Regions from separate parts of the Xenopus tropicalis genome. Here region 1 is linked to region 2. A link is a contact called in public Hi-C data. All regions are on one chromosome and are shown on one strand. The core of a region is the stretch at or near the end of the contact, and the rest is flanking DNA. Distances in the headings are between cores, read along the strand shown. Region 1 holds the start of cenpp (centromere protein P). Region 2 overlaps ippk (inositol-pentakisphosphate 2-kinase).

What was found. Hi-C and Micro-C count contacts between places; a contact is called where the count stands out from the background.
Region 1: a contact with region 2 is called in a Hi-C map of gastrula embryo, with 2.2 times the contacts expected there. The contact joins the promoter of cenpp here to the enhancer-like site in region 2. A contact is called at or near these places in 5 of 5 Hi-C or Micro-C datasets (brain, gastrula embryo, liver and 2 more).

What each region holds. Positions count from the first base shown.
Region 1 is chr4:124,138,574-124,145,074 of UCB_Xtro_10.0, reverse strand. It overlaps cenpp (centromere protein P), which reads left to right and starts at 1,469. Exons shown (of 9, transcript XM_031901101.1): 1 at 1,469-1,695. It overlaps nol8 (nucleolar protein 8), which reads right to left and starts at 1,171. Exons shown (of 18, transcript NM_001374751.1): 1 at 1,080-1,171.
Region 2 is chr4:123,999,516-124,006,003 of UCB_Xtro_10.0, reverse strand. It overlaps ippk (inositol-pentakisphosphate 2-kinase), which reads right to left. Exons shown (of 13, transcript NM_001079280.1): 13 at 1,898-5,996. The coding sequence ends at 5,777. cenpp (centromere protein P) reads left to right here. Exons shown (of 9, transcript XM_031901101.1): 7 at 159-238; 8 at 418-509; 9 at 1,685-2,059. The coding sequence ends at 1,827. Among named protein-coding and RNA genes, the nearest start is that of ecm2, 22 kb to the left of the region's middle. Within about 2 kb of position 4,298, at least 2 of the 11 cell types and tissues checked have an H3K27ac peak or open chromatin away from gene starts, as enhancers often do. A contact at or near this core is called in gastrula embryo, where this site is marked.

The DNA of each region.
Region 1 (6,501 bases), core at 220-2,719, 140 kb before region 2:
GTTCCATTTATCCTTCATGTCTGGGCTATGGGGTTACAGATGAAGCTTCTGTACAGCCACCCTGCCCCCTGTCATTCAGCTGCTGAATTAAATATCACTGCAGTTGCTGGTGTTGTTATTCACGAATAGAAGGGACTGAACTAAGACAGCCAGACACCAGCAAAACCCTCTAGGTTCTACTGAATTACTAGCACACAAGAAGAAGTTAGTGCACCCACTTTCTTAGTAACACTAACATATTCCCAATTACATTACACAGGATAGTGCCAGTATCTCTAACAGCAGCCCAAAGAAAAAGGGGCACACAGATTCTTTGGAAGGGGCAGACAAAGCCCAGCTTTATTTATTAGCCTGTCTGGGTGCTAGGATAATTTGAACGCTAGCCACTGGATAATTGCTAAAATTCCAAACTGGAGAGCTGCTGAACAAAAAGATTAATAATTAAAAAAAAAAACACACATGATAAAATGAAGACAAATTGGAAATCTTCTAAGAACATCCCTGTCGGCATAGTACTAAAAGTTAATTTAAAGGTGAACTACCTCTTTAAAAATCCAGGAGTCATTTCCCAAACAATCATATTTTTTGACCAATTTTCTCTGCAGTAATGTGACAGTACCTTGTGGTTAAAGGGAACTAAATTGCTCAAACCCATATTCTACTTTTTAGTGTTCAATAATTATAAGCAATGGGTTTCCAAATCACAGAAGATTGGAAACCCCAGATCCCAAGCATTTCACAAAATAGATCCCAAGCATTTCACAAAATAGATCCCAAGCATCCCAGAGAAAAGATCCCATAGGGGAACTATTGATATCAGAAGTATTCCCAGTAACAACAGCATGTCACGAAATGAAGCTGATTCATTGCTGCAGAGAATTTAGCACAACATGCCAAATGCAGCTTTAATGAGAACCTTCTTAAAAGATGAATGTTGGAGACTAACACTGGCACCTACTCGGCAAGTTCTTTTTTTAATGACAGCTATCTTTACAGGTCGCTCTATCGATGCTGAACTACAACTGCCGTCGCCCCCCTACACACAGCACCAGAACACGTTTTCCCCGAACTCCACTAACCTGCACATAAACATTCCGTCTAACACATGGTCTTACAGGCTTCCGGAACACTAACTGGAAGCTGCGTCTCGCTAATAGGACCCGACCACAAACACGACTGAGGAGTTAAAGTTCCGCTTCCAGAAACACATAAGATAGGGACCCTAGTTTTGCCCTAGGCGCCGGCGGTATATAGTCATTTGCTCCATATATAAGTTCGAGCACATATGTCTGTTCCGGAAGAACAGCAATCAGGGAATGTAAGATAAAATTGTTTTAACAATCACGGATCTGAAAAATTGAAGCACCGGCTGGTAGCAAAATATGAACCAATGCCATTAGGTGGCGCTAAAGGCAAGGGTCAGACCAATAACTGCGTTAATAGGAATTACGAATTTCGGCGCGGAGAGGACGCAGCGTTGACTGGTTTCCTTACAGATTACAAACGGGAAATAACTTTCGTGCTGGTGTGGTGATTGACACTAGTAGATTCCCATTTTGCTGGGCTGCCATTAGAAAGTAGCGCCCCCCCTAAGTGTGCGACTATTTGGATGCGGCCGCAGGAAAGGTGAAGACCTTTGAAGTAAAACTCGGGAAAGTTCAGTGACAGCTGCGCACTGAGAAAAAAGCGGGAAAGGTGAGGTCATTTAAGGCGACGCATGTGGGAGGAGGGGCTAGTGGGAACTCAGGGTTTAAAGTGGTTTTATAAATATATAAAATATAATGTACTATTACCCTGCACTGGTAAAGCTTGCATATGTGCTTCATATATATATATAACTGATACAGTTATATAAACAAACTGCTTTGTATCCAAGGGGGCAGGCATTAGAGCTGAATAGGGCAAAAAGCAGGTTTTTATAGCAGGTAAGCTGTGTCTGTGACTTTAATGGGATAATCAGATGCCATTGGTGGGTCTGTCTACTTGACAGCAGCCTGGAAACCTTACTCATAGAAAATAGGACATTTGTTGCAAATAAATAAATGTAAATGTTGGCCCTGGAACAACAGATACAGAACCTTAAAGGAGACATATAGGGTAAATGGGAAAACCCTAATTTTGTAGGCAATTATGAATAATATCCGGTGCTGGTTTCCCTTTGGGCTAAACATTAACCCTATCTGTAACAATGGCCCCTTTATTGGAGCTCCCTATAGATCCTATCACTTCTCTGTCCGAGTTTGAAATAAAGAGTGGGCGTGGCCTAACAGTCCCTGCCGGAAGCACAGTAAGAGGGGGAGAGCCAATCACAGCCCTGCACTCACACAAGCAAAGACAGGCTTCAGTTCCCTATCAGGTCAGCCTAGCTGCTGATTGGTTCCTGTCCTACAGTGCAGGGTACGGAGGGCCGCCGGCTCCCCAGCTCATCCAGAGAATTCAGCCAGCAGGAAGTGGAACGGATGGGCGGGGCTAGTGGGGTTTTGGTGGATTTTTAAATAAATCAGTCTGAAACACAACTTTTTTAAGCACATTCCTTCTATATCTAGAGGAGTATAATTCACTGGTACATTCATCATTTTTATAGGATATGTCTCCTTTAAATGTAAAAGAAATATTTTTGTTGTATATGGTACTATGGTACTGGTATATGGTACTGATCCTTTAAGGTGTGATAAACTTGTATGTAGAGCAGAAACCCTGTAAAATTACTAGTAATTCATTTTATACTTATCCAGAAGATTGCCAGGGGAAGAATCAGTAAACGTACGTTTTCTTAATAAAGAGTCTTTTAATCCTTTAGACATCAATGAAATACAACAAATAAAATACAGTTCTTAACTTGGCACATAAATAAGATATTTTAAGTTGCCTGACTTATTATCTTACATAAGGTTGCCACCTCTGCTGGCGTTTTTGTTGCCGGGTAGGGTGTGGGCAGTGATGTCACGGCGGATGGGGAAGAGGTGGGGCTGTGATGTCACAGGCCAGGAAAAGGCGGAGCTATGACACAGAGATTGGCTTATCGCAGCACCAATCAGTGAGTCCTGCCCAGTTTTCCTAATTTGGAAAACCAGGCAGGAGGTTTTGATCTAGACAGCCTCTCCGAAAACCGGGCGGACAGGTGGTAAACCTAATCTAACATGACCCTGATGTTGAAGGGTTCTGAGGCCTTGATGTTTCTTCTAGCCTTCTCTCCTAGAAGTCTCTTTTCTCCCACCCTTTCAACTTACTAATGCAAATTGGGCTTGGTTTATATAGTTTTAACATAAATATAATGTATTTATACAGATTTAATATAGATCTTCATAAATATATTTATAGATTCATTATCATAGTCCACTTAAAACCACCCATTTGCCAGCTATAGATATAATATTCTTACAGATAGTCTAATAGGGTAATTGCTGTGCGTCAGCACAACCTTATATATAGTAGGCATCACTGAACAAATTAACCGCTTCATAGGCCCTTTGAAACACTGCCATGGTAGTGAAATCTTACAACAAACTGCAAGGATACTGAAATTCCCTTGTCTATGTCCCTATAACAGGAAAATGTATTGAACTCAAAAGACCCCAACCTATGTTTATATAAAATTACATAAAGAACTATATCTAGCATAGAATTATACTCAATACATAATACTACAGGTATGGGACCCGTTATCCAGAATGCTTGGGACCTGGGGTATTCTGGATAAGGGGTCTTTCCGTAATTTGAATCTCTTACCTTAAGTCTACTAAAAAAATAATTTAATCAGTAATTAAATCCAATAGGATTGATTGGACTCCTATAAGGATTAATTATATCTTAGTTGGGATCAAGTACAAGGTACTGTTTTATTATTAAAGAGAAAAAGGAAATCATTTTTAAAAATTAGAATTATTTGCTTATAATGAAGTCTATGGGAGATGGCCTTTCCGTAATTCAGAACTTTCTGGATAATGGTTTTCCAGATAAGGTGTCCAATACCTGTACAACTAAACAAACACATAAATGTATGATAAGGTTTATTTCAAATGCTGTCCTCCAAGAATACCAAAATCATCAGTCCTCCCCAAATGCCACCTGTCTCTCCACATTCATCCAGCATTATATTTAAACATTTACCCTTAGCTTTTAGTAGCTAGAAGTTATATTGTTAATCATGGTTAATTGTTATATAAAGTTAAAATAGCACTGTATTATTTCTAACACCCCTCCCCCAGATGCTGCCATATTGCAGAGATGGTATTTTACCCAATTAGCCCCTCACCCTAGCATAAAAGGGCCTGTCGTCTGGATGGAGATTCAAAATAGACCCTGGTAGTTCAAGTACCAGTAGGCAAAACATAAACCAGCAGTTTTTGGCAGTTTATATCAGCTCCTCTGAATTTCTAGATTGTCACTGCCAGTCTATGGCATCTTACAGAAGCTTCTCTGGCATTGATTTTTAATATGTTTTTTTAATGACCTGGAGGTGGGCATTGAAAGTACATTCTCTGTTTTTACTAATGATACTAAATTGTGCAGAGCTATGTTCCATGCAGGATGCTGCCACTTTGCAGAGAAATTTGAGAAAAAGAGGTTCAATGTTGATAAATGCAAGGTTATGCACTTTTGTAGAAACAACATAAATGTGAGTTATACACTAAATGGTAGTGTGTTGGGGGCCCTTAATTAAGAAGGATAACAAGCTGTGTAACTCTTGACATTGTCACTAACTAAAATAAAATCAAATAAAGTTTTAAGAAAAAGTCCATTAACTTGAGGGATGAAAGCATTTTGCTACTTTATAGATTAGGATATTATTAAGGTTATTGCTAGAGGATGATGGGTTTGCCATCAGTAGTGTGGTAACCAGCAGCTGCTCCCAAGTAAAAATGATGCCTGATGCCAACATTCTGAAAGGGAATTAAGAGAAGACATATAGGAGGACTAGTATTTTCAAAAGTTGCCTGCAAATTTATAGGATGCCTGTACTTGACACTTGTGTCATTAATAGCATAGAAGGGCGAGGTACAGGATTTCTTTTTCCACAAAAGTTGGCAACCATAGGTAGCAATGAAACGCTGTCTCAAGTGACAAGTGGTAATATGTTTCTGTATTAGTCAGTGCTTTTCATGTGGCGATGAAAAAAGCCAGGACATCCCTTGACACTGGCTGTAATTTTTGTTTTCTGTTGTTCTGTTGTTTTCCGCTGTCGATTGTACATTGTGAATATAATACTGTCAAAATATTCTAAATATCTTACATAAAGATTGAATTTTAATAAATGGATTATCATACAAAAAACTTGCTCCATTTTACTCCATTTCTGTATATATACATATAATCCCAAAGGAGGAGCACTCACACTAAAAAAATATATTGTCTGCCTTGATGCTAGTAACAAATTATGTCCCACAACATTATTTTATTATTATTATTATTATTTAGTAACTTATATAAGAATAGAAATAATGAAGTTAAGTTCGCTGTATAACACAATAATGACCAGCAAGTGTCTCTTCTGTGCACAGACGTAGATGAGTAGATAAAAAGTATGTAAGGTTTTGTATTATGGGCTTTCTAATATATGTTCTGCTAATATACTCAATGGCTGGAAATACACGTAGTGGCTGGAAACTCAGAATGCCTATTTTTTAAAGAGATGACTAGACCTAATTGCTTTTCTTTGCATTGTTTTTTTTAATTGTCTCTCTGGTTCGACCCAGAGTGGAAAGTGGGAGACTGAGTGAAAAGCTTTGTTTAGAAGAGAGCATTCTAATTGTCTGAGGTCTGCAGATACCTACCTACCTAATTCAGAATTTACTGACTGGTCAAAAATTCTTTCAAGGTTCAGTTTAAGGGAATAGGTGGAGAAAGAAGTGACAAACTGTTTTAAATTTGATACTTTTGTTATTGAGCTATAGGGGTAAAGCAGTTAGGAATATCGAAGTCTTCAGCAGCATAAAAGATGTTTCCCTTTATAATGAAACAGTCACTGTATTTTATTTATTCAGAGTTTAAGTGAGAAAATTATTTTCTTCAGAAAACAAGAAGAGCACAGGGTATGTATCTATCCCTTTAGAAGCAGAGAATCAAGAGAAGATATTGTCAGCTATTTCTGGCTTCTCTGCAGCTTGCTTGGTCATGGAAAGAGGATGTCACAGAATGATTGGCTACATTTTAAATACTGGGCAAGTGGCATTGAGACTACTTCAATTATTGCTCCCAGTTAAGTTATTCAAGTTAGTCGAGTTAGTATGAAATACACAGTAGAATATCGAGAGAAGACTAGACCTTCCAGAACAGAAAAAGAGGGAAGATCCAGAGTATGCTGTTACCTCAGATGCTTCCACAACAGGTTATGGTAGGCATCTACAAAAGAAATGTGTTGACGGTTGCAAGGATGGAAGCAAAATTCCTTAATATATTCTCAAATTTATAGCAACAAAAGGGCATTTTCAACAGAAATCATAAAAAACTCTGAATATGATTCAATACAACATCCATCAAGCGAGGAGGTACAAAAAAAAA
Region 2 (6,488 bases), core at 3,049-5,548:
ACCTGTACAAAAGCTTTTTGTCCTTTAGTCTGTGCTTCATATAGTCCTATAGGAAAGTCAGCCTAGGTTTCATTCACATAAATGCTCTATGCAGCTGTGTCAGTTACGTGTTTGTGTCCCCAATAAACTAAATGTTTCTTCCAACCTTTTGTTTTAAGGAGAAGTATCCGCTTGCTGTCGGCCTCCCAGCTGGAGCTTCTGCTGAGTACATGACTCTAAGAAATCCCCAAAACCCAGGGTAAGAACACACATTACTGAATATTCACATTAATAGATAAATAAGTGTGTATCTGTGTGTAGTAAGGGAGAAAGCGCCCAATGACTTCAATGCGTTTCACACATTTTTCATTGAAGCAAAATGGGACAGATTCACCCATCACTACTTGTAACCAAACCGCCCCTGTGCTGTGTGTTTAGGTGTGAGCTGCTGATCCTGTGGAGGATTCACATTGACGATGAAGGCTCCGTCATCCCCATCTTGGATTTGTTACCCAAAATTCCAGAGCAAGGTAATCGCACAGTCATTATTATGATTATTTAAACCTCCATGGACATCACAATGGGCAATTCCATGTGAATACACATTAGGGACACACCTTGGTACATTCAGCAGACAATTTAGGATTTACTGGTTTATTTTCCTTGTCCCCTTGATGCAAATCCCCTGCAGGGAGAGAGTCGTCAGGCAGTTAAGCACCCACTTGCAGGAGCCCTGCCTTATGATTTATACAGGGTTCCAGCCACTTACTCAAGTGCTACCATACCTGACCCAGGTATATATTTCCAGCCCCGGCCACTCCATTGCTTACTAGCAGTGAGAACTGACTGTGCAGCAGCAGATGCTTGAGGTACTGAGTGTGGTTACATTTAAACCACGCGGGCGACTAATCTCCCTGAATTGGCATCCCACCGGCGAAAATGTAAGTCGCCGGTGGGATGGCACACACTGCGCAGGCGATTTCGACAAATTGCCGAAGTTACCTCGAGAGGCATTTTCGGCGATTTGCCGAAATCGCACCGCCACGTGTGCCATCCCACCGGCGACTTAAATTTTCGCTGGTGGGATGGCAACTGATGGCAACTCGGGGAGATTAGTCGCCCGAGACACGGGATATTTGTTGCGGGCAACTAATCTTCCCGTGTGCCAGAGCCCTAAAACGCACTTACCGTCACTGCCCAGACGCACATTTGCCCACTGCTAGTAAATAGGTTAATGTTTATCTGTTTTATGGCCTTTTGTAAAGAAAACTGCAAGAAAAAGGCTGATAGCTATAAGCAGCAGAAGCTAGAGAGCTGTCTATTGCTAATCCCTTATCTTGTGGTTAAACATAGAGCCTGCTGTGGGAAATGCCTCGGCCAAAACAAACATGGCAGCTCCAACTCAAGCTAAATGCAAATATAAACGGAATGAATGTTTAGCGCACCAAAAGCATTTCTCATCATGTTTAGGAAGTGACTGTAGGAGGTTAAGGGGATTTCATGTAAATCTTATCATATATTTATAGACATATTGAAACAAACATTCCTGACTGTTTATTACTGTGGGGCTATTTCCTTTACTGGAACTTTATGAGCTAAAGGGGGTACTGGCCAAAGGCTGAACCTCAAAGTGGGGGCTTGTCCAGCAAGTGTGACTGGCCCTGTTCTCTGGGCCGTATGTAACACTTTGGAATCTCTTGTGCAGCTGTGGCCCTCGATAAGAGCGGAGTGGTGGAAGGGGCTGCCTCGGGCTTCAGAAACCTCCTGCGGGTCTTTGGCATTCATGGCTCTATTGAACGGCTCATTCAGTCCTTCTGCTGCTTGTCCGACACAGATGCCAGTGTATAATGTGGCTACCAGGCTGTGAGATGGAGCAGCAGGGGGGTTCCCCACAGAATAAATGCAACAGGAATTGGAATGTTGTCTGAATGTCATTTTATTGAATAAAAATCTTGTTGTTTTCCCATTTATAAACAATATCCTCAGCTCATGCGCTATGTACAATATGTATGGCACATTATATATAATTTATTATGCATTGGAAAATAAATACAAGCATTAAATACAAAATTCTGCAAGACAGGACGTGTCCTACTCCATTTCTGATCATTAAAGAAGGAGGGGTGCCACACAGTAGCCCTTTGCTCACAAGAACACCCCCTAACCCAATGGTTTTTTTTAGTCCATCCTGTCAGTCATGTTTCAGCTGAAGGAAACTACCAGGAGCAGACAGACTGAAGGCACAGCCCTGGAACGCTCAGTGGGAGAGGCCCAGTATGGGGCAAAGAGGCAAAAATTCAATTACAATAAAACTTCTGATTTTGTATTCACATGAAATTCCCCCTCCCACCTTGTGTTACTGAGTCAGACATCAACAGCAACCTGATGCCATTCTGCAAAATGAGCAAATCGCCCAATTCCTGTGTGACTGGCACCATGGGAGAAGCACAAGTCAGGGAAAGACTTCCAGCATTTACTGGATCCACTACTTCCCTGGGACTAGAAGTAAATAGTGGCCGAGGCCAAGTAAATAGTGGCCGAGGCCAATCACAAAATAAGATTATGAGAGTCATCACAACAGAAGCCTTATACTTTGTGTGTGCAACAGAGATCTAAACATTTCTCTCTGATAACTCAGGGATAATATATTACATTAAGATCCATATAAGGGCTATGGCACATGCAGTGGATTCTGTTGTATTTCAGCTGGCAGAGAATCCACCCCATGCCCCTTCCAGGATGGTTCTACCCTTGCATAGTGTTAGCAGCCCCAATATGGCTGCCAGTTACACATACAGTAAGGGAAATACACAGCATTGAGCAGCAGTGGCTTTACTTTTGCAACGAATAAGATGACTCCTTTGTATAAGGCTCTGGTATGACAGCTTCTTCACCTTTTATAACAATATTCTGAGGGGTTGGGGTCTTCAAATTCATCCTCTCCATCCTCATTCATTTATATAGCGCCAGCAAATTAGACAGCACTTTACAATAATTTATAACTAGCAGCGGTTACAGCATAAAAACAGTGTGGCCTGCGGCTCAGCTGAACGAATCACAACAGTATTTATCAAAGCAATTCCCACTTCTCCAGAAAGTGACCTGACCTATGGCAGCAGTACATACTGGCATGCAGACTGGCCTGTGCCAGAGCACCACATTGCCAGAAGTAAAAACAGTACTCGCCAACGCCCAACTGCAAGAATCAGACTGATAGCAGTACATACTGGCACGCAGACCGGCCTGTGCCAATAGGCTGAGCACCACATTGCCAGGAATAAGAGCAGCACTTGGCAATGCCCAACTGCAAGAATCGACTGATAGCAGTAACACTGCACCCCTCAGAGCCAATCAGATAGCAGTTCCTTGGTGACCGCGGAGTCACTAAAGCCCCCATTTTGAGTTTCCTCATAATAAATTTGTGCTGTTGGGAAAGTATGTGCTAGTCCAGCTCATTAGCTCTGTGGGCTGTAATTACTCAACCAAAAATATTTGCATACAGGGGTTTTTCTGCCATTTAAGCCAAACCAACACTCATATCACATTCATATGTATACAGTTTGTCTCATAATAATATATATTTATAGCTAGGAATCCCACAGATGGGAACATTTCCTGCGTCAGGATTCCTATTTAGCATACATGGCCCTGAATTTATAAAACCAAGCAAAACTTAACAATAAATTACGATCTAAGGACACAAAAAAAATGTTTCAGGCAATTCCAGAAGGAAAACGTTGCTAAGTTATTAGCAGCATGGGAGCCGGGGAATAACGGCTTCTCATAGTAATGGAAACGTGCCTTTCAGTACTGGGGGGCAGTCAGTCGCCAGTAGGTGCAACAGTATATTCCAGATAGGGTGCCAGAGACTTGGCAGATAAAGGGAAAGTATTTCTAACAATACTGTGTCTGGCCTACAGTAAAATGTTCAACTGTAACAATGTGTGAGGGTCTGCACCCTTGTCTATTGGGGGAGTTATAAACCATAGAAAACCTACTGTTACAGAGAGGCCCATGCTGCAGGCACATACGCTGAATGATTTCATGCACCATTCCACCATCACAATTCATTTGTAGTCTTTCTCCTAAAAATCAGAATTCGTCATGTATGGGACAATGGGCAGTGAGGTCACATGACCAGTGCTCCAAAAATAATGTATAAAAATAGGGTAAGATACACACCCAATGACATGCACTTTAATAACATCAGTTAAAACTTGTTTGCAAATGGATCCCACATATATCTGAAGCAGACTGTCCCTCCCTGCTGTTTAGCACAATAAGGGTTAGAAACAATACCAGCCATTGGCACCTCAGCGCAAATTCCAAAGCCCAAACATGGCCAACCTAGTCCATCTGCCACACCCACACGATCACAGGACAGATCTACAACATATATCATGCAAATGGGTTTTGTGCTCCTGGCCGGGGGGGGGGGGGGGGGGGGTGTGTAAAGGCCTTGATGGGCCTCCCTACTAGGTCCGGTTAGCTCATACAAGGCCTACAACTGTAATTATTTACTTATGGGAACTGTAGCTACAGGGAAAAGAAACGGACAAATTAGAATGCCTGCTAACACAAATGGCTGAAATCCAGTGGCCACCTGTTGCTTTTATGGGAACGGGACAGGATCTGTACAATTATACGAGATTAAAATCAATTGCCTCCTCTTGTTACACCCTTCACACTATTGACATTTCCAGAATAACCAATTTACTTAGTAAATGGAAGGCTTATTAGAGACTTGTAACTACAGTCATATGGCTCCGGTGTCATACTCCTCATTACCAGGGTCTCTGGCCCAGGTTTAGCTGCAACAACCACTGTGCCACTATGTGGTGTGATCTGTCTGTGCTGGGGGTCCACTATCCACGTCTTTTACATAGGAGTGATGGGTGATACCCCTGCATTGAACACAAACCATTTGGGTTTTTGCTACGCTACCTCCATTAATGTAGATACGGTCTTAAAAGCTCTTGTGATAACATGGGTGTGGTTTAAAAAAGAAAGTGGTCAAAACTGGCTCCTGTGATCGTTTCTCCAGCACTTAGGCCAGAAAAACTCTGGCCCTCAGTACCATAGAAGTTGGACAGCACTGCTTTAGAATATATTCAAGTATTTGGACTGTTAATGAAAGGTAGCTGGGGATGACATGCACAGAATTAGTGCCATTAGAGCCAGAGGTTCGAGTGAGGGACCCGACTGGCTTTGGTGTAATGCATGAAACGCTGTAAAGCAGTTTTGTTGCAATATTAAGGATGCATCTAAACCAGTTACCCGGGAAGCTGCAGAGAAGCAAAACAATGCAAGTAGAGAGATTATTTCTGAGTCTGAGAACTAACACTGCACGGGCCACTGTAGGGCTCCGATCTGTAGCGCTGGAGGCACTCAATAGGAGAGCAGCAGCATGAATGCACAGGGACAGATGTTTGCCTTAATTCTGTATAAAAAAAAGTTTCATTTAGTTAGCAGTCATCTTGTATCAAACAGGCAGGACATTTAAATTAAATTAATTGGTGGGCTCTGCCCTTCAATGCATAGAACCCTTTTGTACTCTATGAAAGTGCCCAAGTAGGGCAGCTGTAGGCCGTCACTTAAGTCCACAATACAAGCTCATTGCAGACAGCAGCAGCAATGCCAGATATTGGCCCCTTTGCAAGTGCAAGACATGTATTTATGGCCAAAAGCCAATCACGCTGCAAGTATCTGGGTGAAGACGCCTGATGAAATGACTTCAGCCGCAAAGGGGTTAGCATATTCACAGTTCCAAATTGGGAGGGATAAAACAAAGTCAATATTATACTTTCTGTAGCAGAAGGGTGCAGTCCTCACTTTTCTTATACAGGTTTATAGAATCCTCTTGGGCCTTTATACTCTTCAAGTAATGATTCACAATCTTACTGTCCCTTTTGTATTGGTGCGGAATGTTTTCGTACGGCTTGAGGTCCAAATCCAGGATGGACACAGAATGAATAAAACTGGATTTGGAGCTCCTAATCACAGAGCGGGGATCCAAGCTGAAAGAAGGAGAGACATAACTCAGTACATTCCTGCAAAGTCCCCCCCAACGCTGAGCAAGTGCATCAGAAGAAAGGGTTCCGTTACACCTTGCCCTCCTGCATGTATACCAGTCTAGCGATGGGGAAACAGTAGTGAAGTGCATACTGCAACCCGATCATTGCCATCACACTCAGCCATTGAATTCTGTAGGCCACAGTGACTACTGACCTCTTGGTGGCTTCACTCACAAGCCCACTCCATACAAGGAAGCAGAGTGAGTTCCTTTGCACTAATTGTCTGACCAATGACTCAAACAGGCTGCAAATTTTAGCCAATATTTATGTCATTAAATAAGCCTATATACTAGCCAATCCTGTATGGTATCCCCCATCTGAGCAGAGAGAGACCATATGGCATTGGCACCTTCCTATTGTTACAGTTGTGTCGGCCAGAAAAAATGATCTGCCGATGCACCATGGTACGCAGCCACATATGTAAGTAATTAGGAG